2 separate regions of the Danio rerio genome follow, and region 1 is linked to region 2. Evidence: chromatin contacts called from public Hi-C data. All regions are on one chromosome and are shown on one strand. Each heading gives the region's core, a stretch centred on a gene start, on an enhancer-like site or on the middle of the called end of the contact. The rest is flanking DNA. Distances are from core to core; before and after follow the strand shown. Region 1 overlaps trip4 (thyroid hormone receptor interactor 4). Region 2 overlaps trip4 (thyroid hormone receptor interactor 4).

Region 1 (4,903 bases), core at 1,351-3,850, 82 kb after region 2:
TTTTCTTTAGTGATCAACAAAGTACTGTAAAAAAAAAGGCAATTACTTATTTGTTTACAATTTTTTTGTGTCTAGTACTAGTTCTGGTTACCTTTATTAGCATAAAAATACAAACTTCTGCCTCTGGCAGTTAAAGAAAGCTTCATCCTCTCATGCAGGCGCAGAATGCACATTCTAGTTTGAGTCAGCTGCCGCTCTTTTTGTGTACTTAAGTGCTGCTTTAGCCCAGATGAGACCAGCCGCAGACACAGGCTTCCTAAGTGACAATACAGTCAGTTTTTGTTGCCGCTAATTATTTAACTCTGGCTAAGTGTGTAATATTGGCTGCCCTCACCTAGCTTCTTACCTAGTTTATCCATCTAGATATCTTTAGTTAACCCATTTTCATGCTATCTACTCTCTTGAAAACAAAGGTTATTTAATGGGCAACCCAGGCTCCTTATTGATACGTACCCCTGTATACTATATTTCACAAAATACGTCCCAGGAAGTGTGATTTTTTTTGCATCTTTCACACATCCACCTGATGTGGATGCTTTTTTCAGATCACAAATTTCTTTTGCGAGCCATTCACACCTGCTGTTCTTAAAGAAATCCACCAGAGGCAACTGTCGACTGATTGACTTACTACCACCACCCTCCCCCTTCCCTAAACCCAACCCATAGTGTTTTCAAAAGCAATCCAGAAAAAAAAAACCCTCGTCGCCACCTGATTTTTACCACGTTTACAGATCTTACCAAATTCTCACCTTGTTATTAACTTGTTTATTTTTCTTCTTCTGGCGACGCAGTGGCGCAGTAGTTAGTGCTTTTGCCTCACAGCAAGAAGGTCGCTGGGTCAGTTGGCGTTGCTGTGTGGAGTTTGCATGTTCTTCCTGCGTTCGCGTGGGTTTCCTCCGGGTGCTCCGGTTTCCCCACACACCTAAGACATGCAACACAGGTGAATTGGGTATGCTAAATTGTCCGTAGTGTATGAGTGTGCGTGTATGAATGTTTCCCCGAGATTTTGCTGGAAGGACATCCGCTGCGTAAAAATGTCCTGGATAAGTTGGCGGTTCATGCCGCTGTGACCTCCCCGGAATAAAAAAGGGACTAAGCCAGGGGGGGGCAAACTCGGTCCTGGAGGGTCAGTGTCCTGCATAGTTTAGCTGCAACACTAATCAAACACACCTGAACATGCTAATCAGTGTCTTCAAGATCACTAGAAACCTATAAGCAGGTGTGTTTGATTAGAGTTGGAGCTAAACTGTGTAGGACACCGACCCTCCAGGACCGAGTTTGCCCGTCACTGGACTAAGCCGACAAGAAAATGAACATTTTTCTTCTTCTTTATTTTACCTGCTTTCTGGAATCGTTCTTTGCCGTTCTTTGACTCAAACCTCATCGTTGCGGTCAACTCCTCTCTGCATCTCAAGTCCGCCAACTGAGGCTACTGGGCATACTGGTAACAGCGGAAAAGCCATCCACGGATGTAAGCAGTCAACTGGTAGCACAAAAAGAAACACAAACTGTCTGTGGCGTCATACCGCCCCGTAGCGTTCATTTTAAAAATCAAATGCAGCCATACGTAGCTCTGGCTACATATGCTCTCCAGAAATGTATACAGGGGTTCATTTTTATGAGTCTGTTTTGCTAATGTGATGTGTGGTTCCTTAAGGAAAGATTCAACGAATCTTTAAAATAGAACGAGAAGTAACGCTTTATTGCTGACCGACCTAAAAGTTTTGCAGATGAACACCATGCTTCTGCTCATCCACCACCATACATTTTCAAACCAAACAGGACTAGCCTGGAAATGAATACTTGTCTAGGCTTGTCTTCAACATGGCAACCCTGTGCTTCATTTCTTATTGATACACTGACAGGACACTGTCATCCCAGTCTTGGTGGACGCCTTACTTGATTTCAAGAAAATGACACTAGAGATGTTAGGCATAGCACAGTGTAGAGTCTCCGCATGTCATCCCGGATCTTATTGTCAATTTGTCTTTGGAAAAAAAAAGAACAAAAATCTTGGCAAAGTATGGATCAGCTCATTGTCTGTCTATCCCTCATAGCCACACGTCAAATTTAATATTAATCTAGCCAGACTAGGGTCTGTTGGCAAGCATGTTCAGTGTATGATTTTGTCTGTCCTACCATCCTCATTTGTTCTCTTTTAGTCTAGCCCCCACACACACACATACACACACATCTCCATTTGCCCTTGCAGCAGGGAAGGTTCAACTCTCCCTCCCCCCAGAGAGCAGCTTTGCACTTGAGCTGACCGTTAAACATGCTTTGCTGGGTTGCCATAGGAGGGCTGAGCACAAAGGCACTGGTCCTGACCCCCGAGCGACTGTTAGCAGGGCTCCTGCGGTCTCTGGGAGAGAAAAAGAGGCGCCCACATCAAGCTTAAAGATTCTCAGGAAGCTGTCAGCGCTGACACATTTCTCCCTCTGCACTGCTGCACATATATGCAAATCTCAGCGCCTCAAAAACAGAGCACCAGATCAGCCTCAATTTATTCCCCCCTTCTGTTTTTCTCCTCCTTTCTCTCATCCGCTTTCTTTTGCCTCTCCTCTGCTAATGAAGATTTTTTTTTTTCTTGCCCTGCCTCCCCCTCACAGGAGAGAAGTGGAACAGAGAGCGCGGCAGTGTTTGAGTGTGGGGGAGCGGTCATGTACTCAAGTGTTTCTCATTAATGAATGATAATGGAGCCATCATATCTCATGTAAAGAGCTCTGTGACTAATTGTGCTACACAGTTTGCTGGGAGGATCTGGCTGATCTCTCTTCAAAAAGCTTTAGTGAGTCACTGTCAACAATATATTTGTGTATATTTTCTCACCTGGATTTAGATTTGACTCACTGACTGTATTTTTTTTTAAAGATTTTACAGACCAACTGGCTGTATTCATATAAAAAAGATAACAGTATAACAGTAGATATTGCTTTAAAATGCAATCTGTTTTGGTTTAGTGGTTTTTCTTCTGCATGAATGGTCATTTTGGACATGAGAAAGCCATGCTAATAACATGGTAGGTCTTTGTTTGTCAACAAACTACAGCTACATTGTAAGCCTAAAACATTGCTTGTGCCTAATTATAATACTTTGACAATGGTCTGACAATGAGATCATGTGGAGACGTGGTATCATAAAAGGGATATAAAGGGAGCATTAATAAAACTATGAATATCCTAAAACAGAAGCTTAGATCACTCAATACTTAATTTGCATATACTCACTGGCCACTTTATTAGGTACACCTGTCCAACTGCTATTTAGCGCAAGTTTCTTATCAGCCAATCACATGGCAGCAAAGCAATGCATGCCACTCCTATCAGCTAAAAACAGAAAACTACAATTCACACACGCTCACCAAAATTGGATAATAGAAGATTGGAAGTACTTTGCCTAGTCTAATGAGTCTCGATTTCTGCTGCCACATTTGGATGGTAGGGTCAGAATTTACCGTCAACAACATAAAAGCATGGATCCATCCTGCCTTGTATCAATGGATCAAGCTAGAGGTGGTGGTGGTGGATATTTTCTTTGTCATGTCAACGCCACAGCCTATCTGAGCATTGTTGCTGACCATGTCCATTGCTTTATGACCACAGTGTACCCATCTTCTCTGATGGCTACTTCCAGCAGGAAAACGCACCATGTCATAAAGCTCGAATCATCTCAGGCTGGTTTCTTGAATATGACAGTGCGTTCACTGTCCACAAATGGCCTCCACAGTCACCAGAGCTCAATAAAATAGAACAACTTTGGGATGTGGTGGAACGAGAGATTCACATCATGGATGTGCAGTTGACAAATTTGCAGCAACTGCGTGATGCTATCATGTCAATATGGACCAAAATCTCTGAGGAATATTTCTAGTACCTTGTTGATTCTTTACCAGATTAAGACAGTTCTGGAGGCAAAAGGGGATCCAAACTGGTACTAATAGGTTGTACCTAATAATGTGGCCAGTAAGTGTATTTTCTGTGATGCCAACACCTGGCTTACACCTGGCTTAAACAATAACAGTACAATTGTAATATCATAAATATTGTGAAAATTATTCATCAATACCTTGGAGTGCCATGCAAACACACACACACACACACAAACACAAAAAGGAGCAAAAAAATAAACATAAAAACTCAGACATGCTTTGCCCATAAAAGAATACAATGTACAAGGAGAACAACAAAGGGCCTAAGGGTGCTTTCACACCTATGAATCGATTCATTTGTTACAAAACAATGTTGCACTTTGTTCTTGGTGCAGTTCGCTTTCACATGGCAAAGTTTCTAAACGAACCAAAAGAACTAAAACAAGTCACATGCAAGTAAACTCTCCTCATATTAGTCAGAGTTTCAGGGTTTATTTTGCCGAGTCCCGCTTAGCTGTCATGCGTCCTTATTTTAATTTATTATTATGATAAATAAAGGCATCATTAGCGAAAAGCTGCGCTTTTCACCTATACACATCGTCACCAAGTATAAATGAGGTAAGACTTTCTCATACATACCAGTTGGCCTATGCATTATAGGCTTTTACATGAAACAGATTTACTGGTAGGAATGACCTCCTGCCCTATTCATAATTCTCTCTTCATAAAGATGTATATCTGCTTATTACATATCCATGATACACTGTTATATAGCTGGGCTCAGATTGCATCGCTTTCTCACTACAAGTGATCCACTCCTGAGTTTGTTTCAATCAAGCCGAGACCACCTCATTCAGGTGATCTCGGACTGATTGTTTTGGCGCAGATCCGAGCGTGATTGCTGGTTTCACATATGACAAACAAACCGTGCTAACTGTGCAAACTAAACGGGTTCCGAAACAAAAGTCTAGGTGTGAAAGCACCCTAAGACATAATCTTAGAGCATGCATACTTAACTTGCATATATGTTCTGTA
Region 2 (4,886 bases), core at 1,458-3,957:
TATATAATGGGATTCATTATTGGCTACATGTTTATATTTGAAAATAACCATATTTTATTTAATTATTTTATTTATCATCATTTTTTAATTGGCCCTGGAAAAAACAAATTGTGTGAAAACTGGCCTTTGTTTTTGTTATTGTTTATTTGCTTTTTTTTTAGCAACTTGGTATTGGGTTTACTGGTTCTTTTGACAAATGCTAATTCAAACACCTATTGTTAGTTGCTCCTTAAGGCATGGAAATTACATTCAACGCAATTACCCAATTTGTGAGAGAATGCAAAAACACTGAAATATGCTATATAAGCTATAGTCTGACATGCAGGGGGCGTACATTTTTGGTAGCCTGACTGGAAAACTTAATAACCTCGAGACTTACAGTAAGTGTAGCAGTTTTGTGAGCCCTGATTCTCCATATTATATACTTTTTGTATTATATCAGGCATTTACAATAACTTGATATGTGTAAAACTGATACGAAGAAACATAGTTGACATTCTTGCGGTGTGTGCAATGTCGCCAAATGTTTTCAGCATTGAATGTTTCCAGAAGTGGGAATACATTTTGCTGTGATTCAAGGATGTAAGGAACAATACACCTCAGTGTTTTTCTGATTGCTTGTTGGCAGTAGTTTTTGTTATTGTCAGTGTACAATGTTTTATTAGTGTTATAGTGACAAAACAAGATTTTTTCCCCCTGTGAATTTGTTAAGCCTTTTGCACACTGGGACATTTATAAATAAATGTTGCTGCCTTAAATTATTTTTGTTGAATCAAATTAACTTTTTGGTCATCTCAGCTTAATCAATCCGACTAAAAATATCAAGTACAATTTTGTTTAACTTGGCGATTCATCAATAATATGCGATTCATCAATAATATGCGGCTCACTTTGCGTGCGGAGATCCCCATTTATTTAATTAATTTATTCAAACATGAGAGTGTTTTACATGACGTGGCAGTTGGTCAAATATTTGTAACTTAGCCTGCACTAAATAATAAATAGCCTACTGATAAAGTAAGTTCAGGTGATCACAAGATCGCAATCAGGTGATGTGCTGCACTGGCACGATAATCTATCTAATATCTAATAATATTATTTTGTTGTATTTCATATGCGCACATTTAGAGTTTGAGATAATCAAAGAAATAAAAACATTATTTTCACCCTAACACAATTTAATAGGGCACTAAAGGCTAAAGAACTTAATTGTTATGTTTGCTTTTTGAAGCCTATGACTATTCTTCTCACCACTTATCTTTTCTAAAACATACAGTATAGTGTAAGAGCATGTTTATTACTAAGAAAACTAAATCAAAATTATATTTTAATTAAACACATCACATCACATAAGGTACGCATACAGAACAGTCTGTTTAGTATTGTGAAAAGGCAAAGCTGAATATCTGTGGTTAAAGTGCCACCCAGCGGTCAAAAGCTGCTGGCGCACCTATTACCACCGTCGCCGCGGTATGAATGCCGGCATAAGGAACACATTGAAGTAGTGACATCTGTATGCTTAGCACACCTTACAGCAAGGGTGGCCAAACTCGGTCCTGGAGGGCCGGTGTCCTGCATAGTTTAGTTCCAACTTGTTTCAACACACCTACCAGGAAGTTTCTAGTATATCTAGTAAGAGCTCAGTTAGCTGGTATATGTGTGTTTGATTAGGGTTGGAGCTAAACTCTCCAAGGCACCAGCCCTCCAGAACCGAGTTTGGACACCCCTGCCTTAAAGCAAAGCAGTATTCTCAACTAGCCTGCTTGTTAATATTATTAGACAGAAGCATGGAAACTCAATGCCTAAAATTTAAGAAGCAAATAAGTTCACCAACTTTGAGTAAATACAACTATTACTTTGTGTATTGCATTATTTCTTTATCATCAAAGCATGTTGCTCGCAAGGTTTTTTTCCCTTCACTTTTGTCAATTGGTGAAGTTTTTTTTTTTTTTTCCCTCGCCACTAGCTTGCTTGGTTTGGGACTTGTGGAGCTGTGCATCGATGGATTTTCTCTTCAGTGTTTGGACTTTCAGCAGTGAAAATTAAACCACACTAAACTGAACGAAAACTGAACTTCAACTCTGAAAACTGGACTGACACAGTTTAAATTTACTAGAACTTTTATGTTAAGCTGCTTTGACACAATCTACATTATAAAATTACTATAGAAATAAAGGATGAATTGAATTAAATGGATAACAAATACCTCAGTATGGCAGATTAGGAACAATGATAGGGCTACTATCATTTTAGTGGAATCACCATTTTTAGCATCATTGTATTTTCACTTTTTAGATTATCTAAATTTAGAGTTTACTTTGTCACATATTTTAAGTGCTTTAAATCGGAGCACACTGCTTTTTTTAATAATACAGACAGTTCAGAAAATTCAAAGCAAGAGGTTAACAATATTAACTGCAGAAAACCATGCAACTAATTGGGATTATTTTAATCTATTAGCCCTAGTTGTTATTTGGGAAAAAGTGCTTTGTCTATTGAGCAGCAGAACAAAACAGTTAAGCTGCTTCTTAGGAGAAGACAGTGGCCAGTTGGCAGGGGGCGGCGGCCCTCGTTAGTGCAGGTTAGAAGGCCAGCTGATGCCTGTGTTTCCTTGTGTGGTAATGTGATATTTATATGCTGAAAAGCCTTCCTCCAGTGGGAGAGACGCCCGGAGTGGCTGAACTGGATCTGAGCCAAACCAAGACGGCCCTTTTTCTCTCTCACGCTATCTTATCCTCCCTCTCTCTTTCTTTCTCTATTGCCCTACCGATCCTCCCCCCACAGACATTGTTTTTCCCTGTCAGTGTAGTGTGTAAGGATGTGGTTGTTAGAAATTCAATTTCTCCAGTAGCTGCCTTCATTATCTGCTGTGTGGAGAGGAGCTTTGAAGCCTGCTCTCTTTCTTACTCTCCTCTCTCTCTGTGCTGATTGTTTTGCTGTGTTGGAGAGGTCAGACAGTGTGTGACTGAAGCTATTTGACCAGTTGAGTCTGGGCACACTGAATGACAAGCTCAGACAGAGTCGTGACTATAGATCTGTTCTGTAGGGATTGGACCTTAATGATCCTTATTCTGATTCCTCCTTAACAATTCTGATTTCATTGTAGTGCGCTTTTTCTGGTAGTGGAATATATATTTAGAGTTCAGAAAAGCTTATTTAGAAGCTTTTCAAAGATTTAAGGGCTCTATTTTAACAATCTAGGTGCAAAGTCTAATGCTCATGGTGTAAAAGCATTAAGAACGTGTCCGAATCCACTTTTTGTTATTTTAAGCACTGAAAAATATGGTTAGCGCCATGGTGCATGGTCTAGGCATGGCAAATTTGCCATTTACATGGTGAACTTTGTAAGTGGAAGAACTGAATGCCTTACTTGTGAGAAAACGTTTAAACAGACCATCTGCAGCGCGAGGATAAAGAATGAGCCTCCTCCAATCAGCCTCTTTACTTTCTCATTACTTTTACACTTTACTTCTTTACTTTCGTGGATAAGGAAATGTTGTTGTACGCACTCCACTGAAGACATCCATCAGCCTACATATTTAATTTAATTAGTTGGGCTCAAAGATTTTTTTCCAAACTATTTCTAATTTCTGTTCTAATTTCCAGCAAACAAATAAATGAACAATAATAATGAAGTGTGGTAACACGTCCTATTCTTATGCCCCATATGGTGATGCATTGGTCTCCAATACCCAACAGGAGGCAAAACTTGTTTTTAATAAAACAAATATAAATATGCTTATAATAAATAATACTACTAATAATAATAACATTATACAAATGCAAATTGCCATGAATAAACTAAAAATAGTCGAATGAAGAAGGCATGGAGGCACTGTTTTTTTTTATTATTATTTATATATGTAGAAAATAATATTTTTTGTAACATTTTAATCCTTATTTTTTTCCATATGTGAATATATTTGTTAATTATTTTAGATTCTCTGTGTATTAAAGACCTGCACAGGCACACAACTAACACTCTTTGTGCTGGACTTTAGACCAGCTTTAAGTTGGTCAGTGGCAAAGTCTATTTCAGTTTCTTAAAATAGCAGCGCGCCAGCAATGTGCCTTAACACACTTCCTTTTTAGGTCGGAACACCCATATGTCCACAAAGTAGCACAAATGGTTTTGCTATGTAAACAACGTGGTGCAAATAGCAACAAATCTCACCGAACATGTCTTGTGCCTTATTGCTTTGGGTGTATGATAGGGCCCTTATTATTTTTTAGTAATATTTGGTATTTAAATTTATACAAACATTTACTTGTTTGTGTTCAGTGTAATTTTATTCATTTTCAGTGTAATTTTAATTTTATCAATGCCATGTTTTAAATAATGACATATTAAAACAGGGATGATAACATATTAAACATGTATCATATGTTTTTATCTTTCCTATATATATACACACAAAAACTGTAATCATTTATAGTAAATACTGTAGTGTTTGTGAACCATACTATAGATAAGTACTTGAATTAATCTGATGTAGTAATTATATAGTTGCTATGGTAATACAACAACTATAGTAATATAAACTAATTACCCAATAATGTCATTTTCTACAACTATTGGCTATAATATGCTGCAATACACCCAGAGTTGGGTGGAACGCATTCCATAGTAACACGTTACTGTAATCTAATTACATTTTTGAGGAACGCAGTAATGTAACGATTTACATTTTGCATTTGTGTAATTTAATTACAGCTACTTTGTAATTGCGTTACTTATGTTACAAATATAATATTTAAAAAAAAAAATGCTTCATTTAAATCACGTTTTCCACTGCAGCGTCAGTTAATAAGCATGCGCTTTCAAATTGCTGGAGAACGCGAGCTGAAATAGGATCGGGAGTGAAGGTATCTTCTAAATGTGAAGC

The links. A called contact is a pair of places that touch in the nucleus more often than the background predicts.
Region 1: a contact with region 2 is called in a Hi-C map of embryo, with 1.4 times the contacts expected there. The contact joins two enhancer-like sites. A contact is called at or near these places in 2 of 18 Hi-C or Micro-C datasets (caudal fin and embryo).

The regions. Positions count from the first base shown.
Region 1 is chr7:68,326,096-68,330,998 of GRCz12tu, forward strand. The region is part of intron 12 of trip4 (thyroid hormone receptor interactor 4); the gene reads left to right. Among named protein-coding and RNA genes, the nearest start is that of znf609b, 39 kb to the right of the region's middle. Within about 2 kb of position 2,601, at least 27 of the 62 cell types and tissues checked have an H3K27ac peak or open chromatin away from gene starts, as enhancers often do.
Region 2 is chr7:68,244,149-68,249,034 of GRCz12tu, forward strand. The region is part of intron 11 of trip4 (thyroid hormone receptor interactor 4); the gene reads left to right. Among named protein-coding and RNA genes, the nearest start is that of trip4, 39 kb to the left of the region's middle. Within about 2 kb of position 2,708, at least 40 of the 62 cell types and tissues checked have an H3K27ac peak or open chromatin away from gene starts, as enhancers often do.